Linked DNA regions of Mus musculus: region 1 is linked to region 2. Evidence: chromatin contacts called from public promoter capture Hi-C data. All regions are on one chromosome and are shown on one strand. Each heading gives the region's core, a stretch centred on a gene start, on an enhancer-like site or on the middle of the called end of the contact. The rest is flanking DNA. Distances are from core to core; before and after follow the strand shown.

What was found. Capture Hi-C pulls out chosen DNA fragments and counts their contacts.
Region 1: a promoter capture Hi-C map of adipose tissue shows a contact between it and region 2. The contact joins the promoter of 2510039O18Rik here to the promoter of Agtrap in region 2. A contact is called at or near these places in 18 of 39 promoter capture datasets (the C10 cell line, the HPC-7 cell line, HPC-7-derived erythroid cells and 13 more), 36 of 484 Hi-C or Micro-C datasets (the Ba/F3 cell line, the C2C12 cell line, CD4 T cells and 20 more), 17 of 115 datasets of contacts at active chromatin or transcription factors (the 230-238 cell line, the HPC-7 cell line, bone marrow-derived dendritic cells and 9 more) and 3 of 9 other capture datasets (adipose tissue, liver and pancreatic islet).

The regions. Positions count from the first base shown.
Region 1 is chr4:147,939,448-147,942,970 of GRCm38.p6, forward strand. 2510039O18Rik (RIKEN cDNA 2510039O18 gene) reads left to right here and starts at 1,448. Exons shown (of 3, transcript NM_029841.3): 1 at 1,448-2,610. The coding sequence starts at 1,578.
Region 2 is chr4:148,086,242-148,089,970 of GRCm38.p6, forward strand. Agtrap (angiotensin II, type I receptor-associated protein) reads right to left here and starts at 1,823. Exons shown (of 5, transcript NM_009642.5): 1 at 1,676-1,823. The coding sequence starts at 1,702.

The DNA of each region.
Region 1 (3,523 bases), core at 198-2,697, 150 kb before region 2:
TACAACAACTGGCTAAAATGTGCTACTGAGCTCTGGGGTGTTTGTTTGCTTGCTTGCTTGCTTTAGTTTTTCTTTTTCTTTCTTTTTTTTTACACTGTAGCTGTCTTCAGACATTCCAGGAAACGGCATCAGATTTCATTACGGATCCCACCATGTGGTTGCTGGGATTTGAACTCAGGACCTTTGGAAGAGCAGTCGGTGCTCTTAACCGCTGAGCCATCTCACCAGCCCACTTTAGTTTTTCAAGACAGGGTTTCTCTGTGTAGTCCTGGCTGTCCTGGAACTCTGTAGACCAGGCTGGTCTCCAACTCCGAGAATTACCTGCCCTGCCTCTTAAATGCTAAGACTAACAGCATGTGCCACCACTGCTGGGCTCTTAGCATTCATTTTTGTGTGAAAATAAAAATGGGTAAAAAGCTGGACAAATGCCTTTGATTCTAGGGACTGGGGATGCTGAGAAAGGATCTTTTGGGCCTAGGAATTGTTTGAAGTCCAGTCTGGACAACAAAGGAAAGATTCTGTCTCAAAGATAAATAAAAATAAAAATCAAATCAAAACAGGACGAGCATTCTTCCAATGCGACACTGGCTTGCCACCTCAGCATACAGTTTTCTGTCTGCCTACAACCCACTAGAAGCCACCTTAAGTGACCGTTCAATTGTCAACTGTGAATTTGCAACAGCCCGTCTGGCTCTGGATTGCCCAGAATCCAAAGTGAAAACAATCGCCCACTGTCTACCTAGAATTCAAAGTGGAAACAACCACCCCACTGTCTGCTCCAGTGCTCCCAATGAATTCCGCCCCCCTCGCCCTTCCCCCCATATGGATGCTCCGGGTCTTGTCAAAGTATGAGATCTTAATGTTTCGCGTTATTTAATGAGTTAAAACTCAAGATTGACATCAAGAAAACTACTTGCTGTGTTCAAGAAACAGGCTGGATTTATGTCCCACTCTGGTGTACTCGCAGCCAGGCAGGTTTGAAACGCTGCCAACAAAATATTTCCTAGGAAATAATTTTTCAGTGGCTACCCTTCCTCCTCCTCTTCCTTCCCTCCTCCCTCCACTTCATTCCTCCCTGTCTCCTTCCCTTCTTTCTTTCCTTCCATTTACCCCCATGTCTTTTCTTCATTCAGTTAAATATAGTTTACAGAAACAGTACGTTCTTATTTTTTAACTTTAGGGCTGTTGAAACCATCAGCAGCAAACGAGGCGCAGCACATGTTGGGTTTGGCTTGCTCTCTGACTTTCTTTTCTTGCTCTCTTTTTTCCAACAAGCCGTTTGGACTCCTGCCCACACTCTTCCCTTCCCCACCCCGCCCCTCAGTCCAGGCCCCGCCCCCAAGGAGACCCCGCCCCCTCTCCAAATCCCGCCCCTGGCCGCTTTTCCACCTTGTCGCAAAAGACTCAGCGACGCCTTACGGCCGGTGGCGTTTGACGTCTAGGAGGCAACCAAGAAGAAGGAGGAAGCGGTGAAGGTGTCTGCTGGGGTGGCTGCGGCGGGCGTTGAGGAGGGCGCGGCGACGCGGCCCGGGGAGTGAGCGGCGGCGGCCGGGCGGGCAGGTTGGGCGGCGGGCCCGATGTGGCTGCAGCAGCGCCTGAAGGGGCTGCCGGGGCTGCTGTCGAGCAGCTGGGCCCGCCGCCTCCTCTGCCTGCTCGGCCTCTTGGTGCTGCTCCTGTGGTTCGCGAGCTCCGGGGCGCGGCGGGCGGCGGGCGGCCTGCACCTGCCGTCCTGGGCCCGCAGCGAGCCGGGCGCCGCCGAGCCGTCTGCCTGTCTGGAGGCGGCCACCCGCGCGTGGCGCGGCCTGCGTGATCGCGGCGAGGCGGTGCCGCTTGGCCCCGGGGTGCCAGCCCTGGTGGCCAACGGCTTCCTGGCTCTGGACGCCTCCAACAACCGGCTGTGGGTGACGCCCGGAGAGCGGGAGCCTGCCGTGACGCCGGACTTCGTGCCCTTCGTGCAGCTACGCCCGCTGAATGTGGTGGCCGAGGCTGGAGAGGCGGTGCTGCTTCTGCGGGAGGGCCTGCTGCGCCGAGTGCGCTGCCTGCAGCTGGGGACCCCGGGCTCGGGCCCTGCCGCTGGTGTCCCCGGGCCCGCCTCGGCCTCCGGGCTCTCCGCGGGGTCGGGCCGGGACTGCGTGCTACTGCAGGAGGACTTCCTGGCGCACCGAGGCCGACCCCACGTCTATCTGCAGCGCATCCAGCTCAACAATCCCACGGAGCGCGTGGCCGCGTTGCAGACTGTGGGGCCCACCGCAGGCCCAGTCCCCAAATCCTTCACCAGCACCCTGGAGAAGGTCGGAGATCACCAGTTTCTCCTCTACTCGGGCCGGTCCACACCCCTTCCATCGGGGCTGGTGCACTTGGTCGTGGTGACCTCTAAGAAGTTAGTGAACAGGCTCCAGGTGGCTCCCAAGACACAGCTGGACGAGACGGTGCTGTGGGTGGTGCACATCTCTGGTCCCATCCACCCCCAGGTGCTCAAAAGCAAAGGAGCCAAGGAGCTCAAGGCGCTGCAGGACTTAGCACGGAAGGAGATGCTGGAGCTGTTGGAGATGCCCGCCTCGGAGCTGCTTCAGGATCACCAGTACCTCTGGGCCCAGCTCTTCAGTCCCGGTGAGGCCTCGTTGCGGGCTTGGTGCCCAGCCACCACTTGACGTCCGTGTGCATACTGTCCACTTTAGTGGTGTCCCCCCATGCTCGGTGGTGGTCACACAGAGGGTTGCAACTTGGCCTTGATGTTCAACGGTTGGCTCTTCTTAAACACTTTGAAGCTATATGATCTTGGCTCTGTGGTCTTAGCTTTTTGAGCCATAACAGTAAGTTTTATAAGGTTTTAGTGGAGGTTTGAGTGTACACGTTCAGTTTTATTGTCTGTTCTTGGCCTTGAGGCCTGACCTGAGCTGGTGGAGGGGTTTGGTTTGTGAGGGGGAGAGAGTCAGTTTGTAAAGAAGAAACCATCAGGGAGATGCAGAGGCACTCTGTTTTGGCCACCGGAACTTGTTTCTGTCTGACTTCAGCTTCTGACATTTGAGACTAAGATTCACCTTGCCACTGTAGTGGCAGTGCTAATTAATGCCAGAATGCTGGAGACTTCCTCCAGTGCGTGAATGTGCAGGCAAAGCGAAAACTTTCTTAAAAAAAACAACAGCAAAAAACAAAAACCTCTTATTTATTCTTTGGAAATGAAAACCTTTCCTGTCAACTGTTTAAGAAAAGAAATACAATCCACAGTCAGTACTGAGTTTTGGTTTTCAGGGTTACAGTTACCATCACTCCCCTATGGTTGTGCAGAGAGAGTTTTGTTCAGTCAAGAGGTATCTCCCTGGCGGGGCAGTGGTGCCTTACGCCTTTAATCTCAGCACTTGGGAGGCAGAGGCAGTTGGAACACTGTCTCAAAAACAAAAAACAAAAAAAAAAAGTAGCTGTAGACCAGGCTGGCCTCAAACTCAGAAATCCACCTGCTTCTGCCTCCCAAGTGCTGGGTTTAAAGGCGTGCGCCACCACTGCCCGGCTGGCAAGCAAGTTT
Region 2 (3,729 bases), core at 573-3,072:
GGCCTAGTGTTTGTATGCTGGGCTGGAAAGCCTGCTATCTTACATTTGTGATGGATACACTGTACCTATCAGGTTCTAAAAGACGATGTAGGCCATCAAAACCAAAGTTAGCCCAAAGCAACAATACCAGGAAATGCAAACCACTGGAGCTGAGTCTTTGGGGGTTCGAATCCTGACTGTACCACTTATTTCTTGGGAGACTCGGACAATTTCCTCGTATGATCTAAGCTGAAGTTTGCACCCCGATAAAAGAACACGGCTTCTCTAGGTCAGGTATGGTGGTGCACACCTTTAATCCTAGCACTCAGGAGGCAAAAGCAAGCAGATCTCTTGTCAATTCAAAGACAGCCTGATTTCTATAGTGAGTTCCAGGCCAGCCAGAGCTAGATAGCAAGTCCCCCAACTCTAAACAAAAACGACAGAGTACAGCTTCAGCTTTTTCAGCGGAGGACGGAGACTAAGAAAAACAAGCAACACAGGTTGGGGATACGGCTCGGTTGGTGGAGTGTTTCCTTATCCTGCAGGAAGCCCTGGGTTTCATCGCCACTACTGTGTAATCCTGGCACTGGAGAGGTGGAGGCAGGAGGATCAGAAGTTTGTGGCAATCCTCAGGTACACAGTAAGTTCAAGGCTACACAGTAAGTTAGTACACGAGACCCTGACTCAAATGAATAAAACATATCAGCCCATAAACATCACATTTTTCTCACCTGTTCCTGCGTTTTATTATTATTTGTTAGTGTGTGGTCCTGGGATGGAACCCCAGGCCTGGGGTGGGCTACTCAAATGTTCTACCATTGAGACTTGTGCTGTCCTCGTAATTATTCCAGCAGAATAAGGCAGAGCCTGACCTCCAGACTGCCTCCAAGTCCTGCCTGTAATTCTGTCCCTAGATAATGGATCGCTCAAGCCCATTCCTTTGCTCCAATCTCCCTCCTGCTGCTAGCCAGCAGTTTAGGAATGGGAAACCGGCCAGAGCAAGTCACAGCCCAGCCCATATGAAATCACACAACTGCTCCAAAGCACCTCTATCTTCCGGCCCTTTCCTCTCAGACACCAAAGGGTGCTAAATGGCTTAACACCTGGGAGTCTTAGGGTTTCACGGAGCTGGCACCAAAGGCCCAAGATGGCCGGTTTACTTCCAGGTCCACACGGTTCTGGCCGAAGCTAAGTGGCCAGCACCTCTGTTGCAAATGAGGAGGGCTGAGAGAGAAAAAGAACTTAGGAAATGAAGACATCCTACGCAGCCCCGCTGCCCGGAGCTCAAAGTAGCCTCTGGGGTTTTTGATTTTAGGAAACCTCTTAAGTTCCTGCTTCTTAATTATGAAATAAGGACGCTGCATGTGGAAATTAGGGAGAAGCAATTGTTTGGGGACAGCGGATTTCTCCTAACTTGAGCCAGCACTCAGACAGACCCCCCCCCCCGAACTGCACTGACCTCTCAGAAGGATAGATGTCCCTGTCCTGCTGTGGGGGACACCAGGAGCGCAGGCCCGGGCGGTCCGGTGCCCGTGCCAGCCTGGGTCTGTCCGGGAGGGGCGGCCCTGTCCGTCTCTGTCCCCAGGTGTCCCTCTCCGTGTCCGCCGCCTCCTCCCCGGGGCTCTGGACCTTCCCTTCTGCTCCGACTCCGTTCCCCAGGTTCCTGGACCCCCGCCCGCCCCGGCCGCGCGGCCACCTTCAAGTTCACGGCAGGCAGCTCCATCCCGACCCGGCGGAGGGCACCTGAGCGACGGCCGCGGGGACTCCTGGGCTCCGAACTCGGGAACAAACTTCCTGGCCCCGCCCGTCGCGTTGCGCCAGTTCCAACGGCGGGAGGCCAACTCGCGCGGCCACGTGACTGCAGCCGGTTGCTAGGAGACGGCGTCAGGCAGCTGCTCTTGCTGCTAGGCTCAGGCTCCTGCTACTACTACTGCCTAGGCCTCTACCAGCTCCTGTGCTTCAAGCCAGGAGGTCGGGATTTCTGCAGCCTAGGGGCTCAACGGGCTGCCTAAGTGGGATCGAGGTGAGGTGGTGGGACGACCTACAGCCAGAGGAGCCTGGGGCAAGCGGGCAGAAACTGCGGGTGTGGTAACAGTTGGTGTCTGCCCAGAACATCCTCTCTCCTCTCTTACTTCCCTTGCACAAGAATTAGAACAGTGCCTACCTCATCATCTTTGTGAGGATCAGTGAATGAATTCATGTCCATAAAGATAAAAAGTGAGGGTTGGAGAGGATTCCGTGATTAAGAGCACATGTTACTACTTTTTCTAGGCTTGGGTTCCCAGAACCCACATGCCGGCTCACAATCATGTACTTGTGATACAACCACCCTCTTTTGTCCTCCGCAGGCTCCAGACACAAGTGCATATACACACACAGGCAGGTGAGACATTCGTATACACAAGACAAAAATAAATAAATCTGAAAAAAAAATCGAAGCTCTGTTCTTACTGTATTAAATTTTCCTTCCAAGCTTATTGGATTTCAAGAGAATTTCATAGAATACATTAAAAAGAAAGGAAGGAAGGGGAAGTCGAGGCAAAGATATAATGATATCAAAGCCTGCCTGGCTTATAAAGTAAGACCGTGTTTATGTCTTATTGATCTACTTAGTGGGGTGGGTGGATGCATGCCACAACATGAGTGGGGAGGCGAGAGTGTGGATGGTTCTCCTTCCATCCTGGGTTCTGAAGCCAGGGTAAGGAAAGGGAGACAGGACCTGAAGTCAAGAAAGGGGCTTTCCAGCTGATGGCTGAATAGCCCCCACCACAAGGGAAGGAGAGGCTGGAGGACTCTAGAGCCCAGCAGTTTAAAGCCAACCTGGGCAACAGTGAGACTTTGTCCAAAAATGAGGGGGTCAGGGCTCAGTGTTATAGCATCTGTTTACCAGCATCTGTTTACAGTACCAGCATAGCCTAGGTAAAGTTCCAAATGATCAGAGCTGTGCCGGGTGTCAGTGGCTGATGCACACAAGCTCTAGTACCACCAATATATGAGGAGCCAGCCACTTGGAGTCCACTTGCCCAACATAGCAAAAGTTGGAAGACATTCAGTCAGGACAATTAACAGGAAGTCTCCCCTGCTGAGCCTTCAGACATGCTGAGAGCTCTCAGGAGGCGGGAGCTGCCCAGCCTGGGCTGGTGGGTGTGACTCCAGAAGAATAGAAGCCATATGGGAACCCATGAGACCCCCTGAGTGGACACAAGATGACATCTAGGTCACAGATCCCCAGATAGGACTTTTCTTCTGGGAAGATGAGAGAAGTTGGGGCGGGGCAGACCTAATTTAATAGCCCATTTGAAGGCACAACCCTCAGTCCCCAAGGAAGGCGAACTACAAGTCTGCCATTGTAATGGACAGCTATTCTGATTTTGTTTCTAGGCAGAGTATTTCTGTGATGTCCAGGCTGGCCTTGAACTTGAGAGTTTCCTGTTCTATCCTCCCAAGGGCTGGGATAGCAGGCATGTGCCTTTACCTGGGTCTAATTATGGTTTATTGCATAAGTTTATTTAACTGTTATAAAAATTATATACAGTAGCAAGTTGTTTCCATACCTGTATGGCAATATATCCTGTGATGTTTATTTCTTAATCATGTTTCTTTAGTTTGTATGTTGATATGTAGGCATACATTCCATGCCCCTATGTGGAAGAGGACCAACTTCCTTGAGTTGATCTTCACTTTTCTACCTTGTTTTTGAGCGAAGGTCTCTTCTTGTTTCTACCATTTTGAACACACCAGGTTAGAATC